Linked DNA regions of Mus musculus: regions 1, 3 and 4 are each linked to region 2. A link is a contact called in public Hi-C and HiChIP or PLAC-seq data. All regions are on one chromosome and are shown on one strand. Each heading gives the region's core, a stretch centred on a gene start, on an enhancer-like site or on the middle of the called end of the contact. The rest is flanking DNA. Distances are from core to core; before and after follow the strand shown. Region 1 overlaps Tmem38b (transmembrane protein 38B). Region 2 holds the start of Fktn (fukutin). Region 3 has its middle 39 kb from the start of Tmem38b. Region 4 has its middle 36 kb from the start of Gm33840.

What was found. Hi-C and Micro-C count contacts between places; a contact is called where the count stands out from the background. HiChIP or PLAC-seq counts read pairs in DNA pulled down with a chosen protein or histone mark.
Region 1: a contact with region 2 is called in an H3K4me3 HiChIP or PLAC-seq map of bone marrow-derived macrophages, with 3 times the contacts expected there. The contact joins the enhancer-like site here to the promoter of Fktn in region 2. A contact is called at or near these places in 10 of 39 promoter capture datasets (3T3-L1-derived adipocytes, the C10 cell line, cranial neural crest and 6 more), 2 of 15 datasets of contacts at CTCF or cohesin (CD8 T cells and pro-B cells), 2 of 484 Hi-C or Micro-C datasets (muscle stem cells and stem cell-derived epiblast-like cells), 9 of 115 datasets of contacts at active chromatin or transcription factors (the 230-238 cell line, bone marrow-derived macrophages, embryonic stem cells and 2 more) and 3 of 9 other capture datasets (adipose tissue, liver and pancreatic islet).
Region 3: a contact with region 2 is called in an H3K4me3 HiChIP or PLAC-seq map of embryonic stem cells, with 12 read pairs. The contact joins the enhancer-like site here to the promoter of Fktn in region 2. A contact is called at or near these places in 6 of 39 promoter capture datasets (3T3-L1-derived adipocytes, the C10 cell line, embryonic stem cells and 2 more), 5 of 115 datasets of contacts at active chromatin or transcription factors (the 230-238 cell line, bone marrow-derived macrophages and embryonic stem cells) and 3 of 9 other capture datasets (adipose tissue, liver and pancreatic islet).
Region 4: a contact with region 2 is called in a Hi-C map of CD8 T cells, with 2.1 times the contacts expected there. The contact joins the enhancer-like site here to the promoter of Fktn in region 2. A contact is called at or near these places in 3 of 39 promoter capture datasets (the C10 cell line, embryonic stem cells and stem cell-derived epiblast-like cells), 2 of 484 Hi-C or Micro-C datasets (CD8 T cells and natural killer cells) and 3 of 115 datasets of contacts at active chromatin or transcription factors (bone marrow-derived macrophages, effector CD8 T cells and memory CD8 T cells).

What each region holds. Positions count from the first base shown.
Region 1 is chr4:53,843,923-53,846,622 of GRCm38.p6, forward strand. All of the region lies in intron 2 of Tmem38b (transmembrane protein 38B), which reads left to right. Among named protein-coding and RNA genes, the nearest start is that of Tmem38b, 19 kb to the left of the region's middle. Within about 2 kb of position 1,324, at least 6 of the 459 cell types and tissues checked have an H3K27ac peak or open chromatin away from gene starts, as enhancers often do. A contact at or near this core is called in bone marrow-derived macrophages and muscle stem cells, where this site is marked.
Region 2 is chr4:53,712,817-53,715,516 of GRCm38.p6, forward strand. Fktn (fukutin) reads left to right here and starts at 1,338. Exons shown (of 10, transcript NM_139309.5): 1 at 1,338-1,379.
Region 3 is chr4:53,863,577-53,866,276 of GRCm38.p6, forward strand. No RefSeq gene overlaps it. Among named protein-coding and RNA genes, the nearest start is that of Tmem38b, 39 kb to the left of the region's middle. Within about 2 kb of position 1,280, at least 13 of the 459 cell types and tissues checked have an H3K27ac peak or open chromatin away from gene starts, as enhancers often do. A contact at or near this core is called in embryonic stem cells, where this site is marked.
Region 4 is chr4:53,914,118-53,916,817 of GRCm38.p6, forward strand. No RefSeq gene overlaps it. Among named protein-coding and RNA genes, the nearest start is that of Gm33840, 36 kb to the right of the region's middle. Within about 2 kb of position 1,399, at least 34 of the 459 cell types and tissues checked have an H3K27ac peak or open chromatin away from gene starts, as enhancers often do. A contact at or near this core is called in CD8 T cells, effector CD8 T cells, memory CD8 T cells and 1 more, where this site is marked.

The DNA of each region.
Region 1 (2,700 bases), core at 74-2,573, 130 kb after region 2:
ACAGAGATACTAGCATTTTGGATTATTTTAATGTTGTATAAATGCTGAGACTATATAAAAAGGAAGATAGCCAGATTCTGTTACCGTCCTATCTCTCCTGTTTCTAGTGTTAAGTACTAGTCCTCCCACTTCTGGCCTGGACTTTCAGTAACTTCCTAGGTGGGCTAGTTGCTTTATTCATTACCCCCTAGATATTCTTCACATAATGATGAAGTGATTATCTTAAAATAAGTTATAGTGTGCCACTCCTGCGTGCAATAATGTCTTTTCAGGAACAACAGCCTGAGCTTTCTCATGACCTACTGTCCATCCCTACAGAGTCTCCCTCCCTCTGTCCTCTTTGCTGTGATGTATGGCCACTGCTCCTGATACTCCTTCCTTTCCCGCCACACACGTGCATTTATCAACACTCTGACTTGCCCGATCTTTATTTAGCTTGTTGTACTTCTCAGAGAGAGGCAGGGCTGTTGCTTGGTTATTTGTTTGCTGGTCATCCTGCAAAGATGGTCAGTTCAACAACAACAACAACAGCAGCAGCAGCAACAGCAACAACAGCAACAAACCTGTGTATGAACTCAGATTAAAGGATGATTTGTGAGATTATACAGAGTGCATTTTTTGTCATTATTTGAATCTGTTCCATCTTTGGCCAGTGGGAGCCTTTTCAGCTTTCATGCCTCTTGGTATTTTAAGATTCTTATACCTTTCTTCTGGAATTAGTTTTAGTTTCATTTAAGGAGAAATAGTTTTTTCAAGGTTCACTCAGAGCATTGGAGACACTGCTAAGGCATCTATTGAAATGAGCTAGGGTAAAGAAAGAGAAAATGACTTGAGTTCATACTAATATTTATCTCTAATTCAAATTCAAGCCTATTTATTATTATTTAACATGTCTCTGTTATATATGTAATACTTGGAATTTACCTAGATATAAAGAATTTTGTTATTTGTTGGACAAAGGATATTACAAAATCAGAATATTCTGACATTGTTAATTAATTTTGTTCTGTTCTTTGCTCGCCTATATTTAACCTTTCTCATCTTTAAACCAGGGTGTGTGTGTGCTGCCAGAGTTTCATGGCCACAGTGCCATGCTTCTCTGGTTAGTCTTCACACTCGGATTTTGCTTGCTCTGTACTGGATGCAGGTCACTAGTTATATCTGGGCCCTGTAATTCTGGGTTTTTGAAGCTGTGGTGAGTACTGCTTTAGCCTTAACAGAGCGTGACGCAAGGCACAAAGAAATTAATGACTTAGCCAAGGAATTGGAGACCCTGAGTATCCAGAGCCCAGATTTAAACCATGGTTATTTCATCTGTTAGTTGGTGCATAAGCAGTAAATTGCTTTGAACTCTGAAATAGAAATGTTGTCCTTACAGTCTCTTCAATATGAGAAATGATGCTAGAGTCAAGACAGTGTATCTTATTGTTTAATTAGAAAAGTTTTAACATTTAGAATAACATGTCAGTCTTTGCTTCTGATTTTGAGAGTCAAATGATCTGGGGAATTATATATTCAAGTGAGGTCAGCTTCAGAACGGTAGCATGCCTGGGGGTTAGCACCATCTACTGGTAAAGACAGACAAGAGCTTGCTTCTGTCTGTATACAGCTGTTGTCTGAAAACTCCATATACTTTCATTTGTGTTGTCTTTTTAAAAAGCCATTTATTTATGCGGGCAGTACATAATTTATAATTTTTCTATCTAATGATTTTATGTCTCATAATGTTTTCCTTAAACTTCCAGGCATTCTTTAAGGAGATTACATTTAAATGAGGGAAATATAAGAGTCACAGTTTTATAATCTTTTTCAAGATATATCCATGAAATTTCTTTGGTGTCCTAACCAGAGGCCAGGGCTATTGCAGTAGACTAACATGGGTGTGGTTTGTGTTCTGTTTGGCCCAGTTTTGGCCTAAGGATACTGCCTTAGGTAGACAGGGAGAGTTGATGGTAAGAGAGGGAGTGTTCTCAGTGATGAGCCCAGCAAAGCGCCTTCTGCTTAACCCCTGGTTTTAACCTAAATTCAGCTCCCATCTTAAAACCTGTTTACACTGGTTTATGTTGGTTGTATCCTATTTTACACTAATTTCTACCCTTTGTCATTTTTCTCTTTTTATTAATCTGACCCACAGAACTTAAAAGTATCTGAGAAATCCATTATTATCTTCTCATTCCATTTCTTTTTCCTTTCCTGTATGTATACATATGTATATGTATCTATGTGTATGTTTTAGGTACTTACAAGGTAAAGGTTTTTTGGATATTACAAACTTAAGGTGAAATTACAATCTTTACAGAAGAGATGTGCTGTTTAATTAATGACATTTCCCAGTAATTCATCAGCGGAACATTATATAGCTAACTTATATTGTAGAACAAGAGTGATTTTGTCTGCAGTCATTTGTCTTTCACGCTCATTCATAAGTCTGTTGGACATGACAGAGTTGTTCCTTTTGCTCCATGGCAACTCAGGTGGGCACAGAGGTTTCACTAATATGTAAGGTTTTATGTGTACTTTAGAAATATCTGATGCAGGGCAATGGTGGCATGTGCTTTTAATCCCAGCACCCAGGAGGTAGAGGCAGGTAGATCTCTGTAAATTTGAGGCTAGCCTGGTCTATAGAGCTGATTCAGGATAGCCAGGACTACAAAAGAAACCTGTCTTGAAAAAACCAAAAGGAGAGGGCTGGTGAGATAG
Region 2 (2,700 bases), core at 88-2,587:
AGAAGTAAGTTTCAAAAAAAATTGCTGACAAGTTAAATCTAGGATAACCAAAAGGATTGTCAATTTTCTTTGAAGGGTGCTAAATCCCTTCCTCTAAATCCCAGTCCACTTTATAGAAACAGAAACTTGATAATGTAGATGGCACATTATGACTGTGCTTATATAGGGAAAACAGTGAGATCTAAACTTAAACTTAGCTCAAATCAGAAAACTGGCTAGAAAGCTGGCTAGTCCTCTGCCTCCTGCAAGGTTTATGCAGGATAATATTTACTATGCACTTGAAATCTATTCACTTCTAAAACCCGGGAAGTTTTTTTTTTTCCTCCTTATAATTTCCAGACATAGTTGAGCATAATAAGCATTCCTAATATCTTTTAAAATATCACCTCTTAGTACTCCAATAGGCATCAATTATATTGTGTGCATGTGTGCATGTGTGTGTGCGTGCGTGCATGTGCGTTTGCATGTGTTTAAAGACAAGAGCTCACTCTAGATCCTCTTGCCTTGGCCCCCCAAATACTTGAATTGTAGGCATGTCAGACAATAGAAATTTTTGATACAGCCACATTCCATCACAACTTTTTGAAAAATTCTGTTTTAAGACAAGCATGGCGATGCACACTTGTTATCTCAGCACTTGAGATGTGGAAGATGTGTAGGATCAGTTGAACACCATATTGGCTGAGTAGAATTTAAGGCCAGTCTGAGCTAAATGATATAGAACGGGGTGCGTAGGTAAATTATTTCATTTTTTTCTATACGCCGTTAGTAATTTTCGTAGAAAGAACGTAAAATTACAATAATTTCTTTAGTGCTTTTTAATTTTCAAAAATTCCTATCAAAATCCACATCTGCTCCTTGCCAATAACTCTTTAAATGGCTCTGCTAAAAGCAAAGATGCTAGGTGCCAGGCCCAGAAGCATCTATATTTCTTTCAAGCCCCAAACTGGAAGATCGCATCTTCTAGACCTGGATGTCAAGTAGGCACCTCAACTTCATGAGTACTTGCATCACTACATAGTGCTCTTCCCCATTCTGTCCCCAATAGCAGAATGTAGAGAGAGGAGAAGGGGGAGGAGGGAGGGAGGGAGGGAGGGAGGGAGAAAAAGAATCGTTATCCACCCTAGGTTTGCACTTTCTGCGCTCTGTCTGATGAGCCGTACACTACGGGGGACAGTTCTGTTTTTTCTCTAAACTCCAGGCAGCCTCAGGGCACTGCCGGAGGGACGGCTGATTGCAGATTTCTGATGGCCAAATAGGCCACACTAATAGGAGCGCTCGGAGAACAAAGCAACAGCCAGCGTACGCCGCTGCGCGCTTGACCGCTTCTTTGCGACAGTTGCCGTAAAGCGAGGCCTCCGCCGCAGCTCTAGAGTTAGGTAAGATGAGGGCACCGGGGCCGGGTAGCCGAGCCTGGGCGTGGGCGGGTTCCTTCAGGCACTGTCGCTGGTCTACTGGTATACCCTGAGTAGCGGTCGTCCACCTTTGGGGTACCCTCCCTACGGCGGCGGGGAGGAGTCCGAGGTCGGCCGCAGTCCGTGCACGAGCTTGCTGCCGCCGTCCCCGCTGTCCCGGCGACAGATCGTTCCCACACGCCCATGCTGTCCGTTGATCGTCCTGACCCGCGAGGGTTCGATTTTGGAGGTTCATGGAGACGCTTAAGAGGCCGGGCTGGGACAGTGACGCTTGAGCTGGTTGGCGAGAGCGGACGATGCGGGGAGACCGATCAGGTGTGAGGACCAATGCATGCCAAGGTGGCTCCGCCGGGGAGGAACTGATGCAGCCTGCTGCTGCTCTGAGTGCATCCGACGCCGTGGCATGAACTTACAGGGAAAGGAAGGGGGTTGGCAGGGCAGCCGCCCAGGGAGGGTTCCACCTGAGAAGGACTTTGATGCTGCGCCAAAGCCAAGTTCTGTGTACAGCAAGCAGCCTGCTGCAACTGCTTCGAAGAGAGGTGGTGGTTGGCTTACCAGTCGCTTTCCTCTCTTCTTAGACTCCTCAGTAGTCATTCTTAGTTCGTTTGAAGGAGTGCTCACTATGCTTAATAGTATGATGACGATGGTAATAATAATAAGTAACAATAATAATGATAAGGTGGGCGCGGTTAGCGATGCGAGATAACTGCATGTAGGAACGTTCCTGTCTTCCGTTTACATTATCAGTTGGGGAATATCGGGAAAGATTTGATAAAAATGGGGCCGGGTAGTTAAAAGCTTTAGATAAAAGTCGTCCAGAGAACTGAATTCAGATTTCATCACGATCGCCAATTTCTCAGGTAGTACAAGGCAAGCCGCTTTCTTGTATGTCTCAAGCTTTCTCGGCTATAAAGAATGATATTCCAGTCTTTCTAGTTTGAAGATTTCCATTAAGTAAAAGTCAGCCTGTGAGCCAACCATGGTAACACACACCTGTAATACCAGCACTTTGGAGGCCAAGACAAAAAAAAAAAAAAGCACTAGGAAACAGAGCTGCATAATGATCGACAGACCAGCCTTGGGTAAATGCTCTCAACCAAGCAGTTAGTCACTTGCCTCTTGAGGGAAAGGCTTTACTCACTGTCTTAGTTAGAGCTAATACTACAGTGGTGAAATACCATGACCAAAAGTGACTGGGGAAGAAAGGGTTTGGTTTGCTAAGTTTTAGATTACAGTTTATCATCCAAAGCACTGAGGGCAGCAACCTGGAGCAGGAGCTGATGCA
Region 3 (2,700 bases), core at 30-2,529, 150 kb after region 2:
CTCCAGGGAATTAATATCCAGTCAATTCCTTCTCCCAAGGGACATAATATAAAAGGAATCTTAGCTCATGTAGCTATCTTAGAAACTTAACGTATTTTTAGACGCTTGTAACTTGTGTTTATCCAAAGCTCATAGTCTACTTAAGTTCCACCATTCAGTCACCCTGCTGATGAACATCAGGCTGTTTCTAACTTGGGGTGTTTCAAATAAACAATTATGAACACTTTTGTGCAGCTTTTGTTAATTATGTTCTTTTTGACAAATGGTAGAAGATATGGTGGATCATGCTTGATTTTATAAAAACAAAGCAACTTGTGTGTTTTCTTCCTCCCAAAGTGATTGTACCATTTAATGCTCCAGGACAGTGTCTTGAATGTTCTAGTTGATCTGTGTCCTTAGCCAGAGTCTCAGTATTGTCAACGTTTTAATTTTGCCCATTTCTAGGGGATGCTTTTTGGGGCCTGAGGCTTTCGTTACTCCGGCTAATGATTCTGAACACTTAGTGTCTGTTGACCATCTGACTGCCTTCCTCTGAATTATCTGCGCCCATGTGGAACCATGTTACCAGATAGACGTGAGAACTGGACAGGTTGAGTGAGCTCAGACCCCGGGAATCTGAGACCGGTAGGAGTGGAGCCGCTTCCTGCCTGTCTGTGCACCTTCTCCGGAACCATGACACCCCACTGCGGACTGGGATAGCTCCACGCCTTCAGCCAATGAGCTTCCCTTACTGGGTATTAATCCCTGGTTCACCCTGAATAAAGTGTGTTGTGTCTGGCCAGCCGACTACATGTTTGGGTTCTAGGCTGGAAAGGCATTTTGGAAACCTGGAAGAGAAGAAGGGCTAGGTGGGCAAGAAAATGATGCAGCTAAAACAGGCATTCTGATCAAAGCTCAACTTTTTATTTCCGACACTCATTTATGAAGAATGGGGAGGGACCGGATTCCCGCCAAATAATCTTGGAGTCCAGTTGCAGGGTGACCACGTGTATGGCTCAGTGGGCGTGGCAGAACGATTGAGCGGGAAGCTCCACCCCTGAGCAAGCAGGTTTCAGGCTGGGGGAGGGGAGACTACAAAAATGTATCCGTGTACATCCACCATCAAATAAATCAGTCTGAACAAGTAAGGACCGTCTCAGGGAACTGCCCCCTTAATGGATCTCTCCGGGGAAGTTCCTTGACTAAAGAGCTGGACCTGACTCCTGAGGAAGGCTTTCTTCCCTCCAGCCCCTCCAGGATTCTTGGCCACTGAGTCAGAGTGTGTCTGCTTCTCCCAGGCTCTGCCTCCGCTCTCCACCTGGAGGGTGGACGATCTAAGGGGAGGCATGGATTCTGGTTTCTGTCACTCAGCAATGTGCCGTGGCGCCTGGGCACCCACGGTGGAGAGGCAGAATGCGTATGGCACTAACATATTTTAATATATTTTCATGAACAATTTTTTTTGTGGGGGTGGTATCTCAAGGCGGGGTTTCTATATGTAGTCCCGGCTGTCCTGGAACTCTTTTTGTGGACCAGTTAGCCTCGAACTCACAGAGATCTTCCTGCTTCTGCCTCCCAAGTGCTGGGATTAAAGACGTGCATCCAGCTCCAGACTTCAAATTTTTAAAGACATTTAATTTTTACACATTTTCTTTTTATTGTTATTGCTCCTTTTTGATTCATGCTAAGAAGACACATGCCAGTCTGAGGAACCCCAAATAACAGTCTCTAGAACAGCTGTTCACCCGGGAGTGGCAACCCCCCTGGGGGCTGCATATCACATATCCTCCATATCAGCTATTTACATATAGTTCATAACAGTAGCACAATTACCATTATGAAGTAGCAACAAAATAATTTTATGGTTCGAGTTCACCACAACGCGAGGAACTGCTTTATTACTCAGGAAGTCACTCATGCCTTCCTGATGGCTCTGCAGACCTATGTAAGTGGCCACCTTTCCCGTGCTTGTGCTGTAGGCTTGTATCACAGGACAAGCTCAATGGCTTGGTCCTCTTTTAGAAGTCTCTCCTACCTACTTGTGGGGGTTTCTCCCACTTTTTCCTAGTTTCTCACTTTTCAAGTTCAAGTTCTCAGGTTTTTGTTTGTTTGTTTGGTTGGTTGGTTGGTTGGTTTTTTGTTGTTTTTTTTTTTTTTTTTTTTTTTTTTTGAGACAGGGTTTCTCTCTTCCTGGCTGCCCTGGAACTCACTCTGTAGACCAGGCTGGCCTCGAACTCAGAAATTCGCCTTCCTCTGCCTCCCAAGTGCTGGGATTAAAGGCGTACGCTACCATGTCCGGCTAAGTTCTCAGTTTTTAAAGAAATCTTAAAAAGCTTGCCTATACTTTTTGTATACCCAGTGAGAGTCCACATCTTCAATTTTCATTAATATGAGATAGTGACCTTGGAGCGACTCCCTCAGCTTGACCTTAGGTCCCAGTGGGATGTCTGGCATCTCAGGACCTTGAGTTATGCATAATTGGGCTGTGAACTTTGTAATTTATAGCATACTTTGAAAAGGTGGACAGGTTTTAGAAACAGGATTTTATAGTGAAAGGTTAATTTAACCAACAGTTGAAATCTTGTATGTAAGGTCATATACACATGTGTCCTGGGCACATCTATGGCAACAGATACTTGAATTTCACAAGAGGGGTGGGAGCTTGAGAAGTTAGTGTTCCTCGTTATACCATTTCATGTATTATGATTATTCTAATGGTGC
Region 4 (2,700 bases), core at 149-2,648, 200 kb after region 2:
GCCGAAATGGCTCAGTAAAAGGGGGATGCACCTGTCACAGAGCCTCATAAGCTGAGCCCAATTCCCCGAACCCACAAGTTGTCTTCTGGCCTCTGTAAACATGTTGTAATGTACACACAATCATACATACATAGATACATGGATATAAAATACATAAATAAGTGGAAAGAAAATATACATCTTGCTGCAAACTGCAAGCGAATGTACATATTCTGTCCTGGTCAGGGGGGTGACAACATAACCTTACTCTTTAGATGTGAACTGTACACTGTGACTTCCAGTAAAGATGGTTTGCAGTTGGATAGGAAAAGAGAAACCTTACAGTAGAGAAAACCATGACCACAAACAACCTCAGCTAGGTGAATAATGTCACTATCAACAGTGGTATATCATGCTGGACACTATATGCCTTTCAAACTGTGTGAGAAAATAGTACTCAAACCCCAGGACGATTTCGAGGAAGACTTGAGGCAGATTCCACCAGAAGGGGCACCCTGTGCAGGAGTACTCTTCAGGACTGTCAAGGGCATCCACAGGAGAATCTGAAGAGTTGTCACAACCAGGAGTGATGTGCTACCTTGAAAGGTATCCGGGAGCAGAGAAAGACCTTAGCGCATGTCAAATTTGATGCATCCATTTGAACGAAGGTGCTATTCTACTGTAAGATGATAGCATCATGGGAAGCTGGAGAGGCCAGCATGCAAACTCTGTGCCACTGTTTGACAGACAAACCAAGGCAATTTTAAAAATGATGCTGGGGTTAGGTTAACATCCTGGGAGCAGGGTAGGTAGAAGCTGCTCATTGTTGCTAGTGGTTAGACATAACCGAATGTCCGTTGGTTGGTTGGTTGGTTGCTTCCCTAGCCAGACATGTCTTTGCCAAACTACTGAGGGCTTGTCTCCTTCTCTCTAGGACCCTGAGCGAGCATACAGCCTGGCCTGGCTGAGTGTCTTCAGAAGCTGAATGAATAATGAGGCTCAGCAACTGCTTACACACAGAATAGTAAAATATCATCCTTCCTTGTTCCCTTTCAAGGAGTCTTCATGACCCAGCCCTTGTTATCTATCACGAATCAACAAATATTTACCCTGGGCACTGTATCATAAGTGTTAATGATTCATCCTTCCTATTGACCTGGTCCTTCAAAGGGAGGCCTGGTGGCTTCCCTGCTGCTGAAAGGAAAAGCTGAGCAGTCTAGAGCTTTAAGGTCCATGCTCAAGGGCAAGAGGGTGCTTTCTGTTATACAGTCAGGTGAGAGGATCAGGTGATGGTGTCAAGCAATAGCCAGGGCTGCCTGCTGGTTTTTCAAATATGTACTGGCTCCCTGCCTCTGCCTGGACCTCTGCCTGAGAAACCTCTGTAGAAAGACCCATCAGGGCTGATACCTCCTCCTTCCTGTTGGGGCTTCCCCTAGTCTATTTCATTTCCTCTCATATCCTTCCTGTGTTGGCTGCTGGGTCCTGGGCTTGATCTTTGAGCATCAGTTCCTAACTTCTTTATACTAGGTGTAGCATCATGGCAAACTGAGCTTGTGTTAAAGACATTCTTTGCTGGGCATGGCTCTGGGGCCTCCTTTCTTTTGGAAGGGCAGGTTCTGAAGACCATGGAACTCCCAGGGCACATGAAAGAGCAGCTCTGGAAAAGGAAGAAAGAGCAACAGTGTCTCACTCTTGGCCAGGTGTTCTGCATGGATAAATGTGCTGATGATGTGTGCAGTCTCAGCTCTTAGAGGCTGAAGCAAAACTACTGTGAGTTTGAAGACAGCCTGGACTACATAGTGAGTTCAAGGCCAGCATAGGCTACACAGGAAGATTGTGTCTCAAAACCAAACCAAACCAAACCAAACCAAACCAAACCAAACCAAACCAAACCAACCAAAAAAAAAGTTGCTAAAACCAAAACCATTTCAGCCCTAGGAAGAAGCATCAAAAGTATATCCATTTTCCAGAGAAAGCCACTGGACCTTAGGAAGGCTTAGTCCCTTGTCGCTAATAAGTGACAGAGATGTGCTTTGGATGCAGGTAGTCACGTACCATCTTATAAAGCAGGCAGGTGTGTACAGTAACAGAGACCCATGGCGATTAAGGAAACAGGAGATTTAGTTCTCTTTCATAAAAGTTCAAGTTATGTGAAGGATGGAGAGGTGGGTAGATACAGGTCTGGATCCAAAGATTCATTTTTGTGTCTGTACTTGTCTGAGGCTTCTCCCCAGAACACTTTTTCTTGTGTATGAGGTAAGCTTAATGAGCCAGGGAAAGTGTTCCTTTCTTCAATTTCCCTTAACTAAACTGGATGAGAATTGACATATAAACCTGAATGAACATTGGCATATAAACCTTCTAGCTCTCCTGGTCCCCTGGTAAGATATCTGAGTCACTTTCTCCACTCTCCTGGTGTGGCTATTGTGACTTCTCTCCAGCTGCCCACTGTGAGCACGGCCTTGCTAACCACACCTCACTGGTTTCTTTCCCTTTTCTCTTTTGCTTCCTTAGATGCCTCCAGTGTATCCTGCATCCGCCATCCTGAAACCCCACTAAAATCCATATCTGTATGGAAACTCCTAAGAAAACTCATTCCATACACCTTCAGGACCCTGCATTCCTTAGGGTGCCTTCCTCATCTTTCTGGGTCAAAGTGGGATCTTACCAATTTGTGCATTCTCTTAGCCCCAAGGAAGAATAACAAACACAGAGATTAGA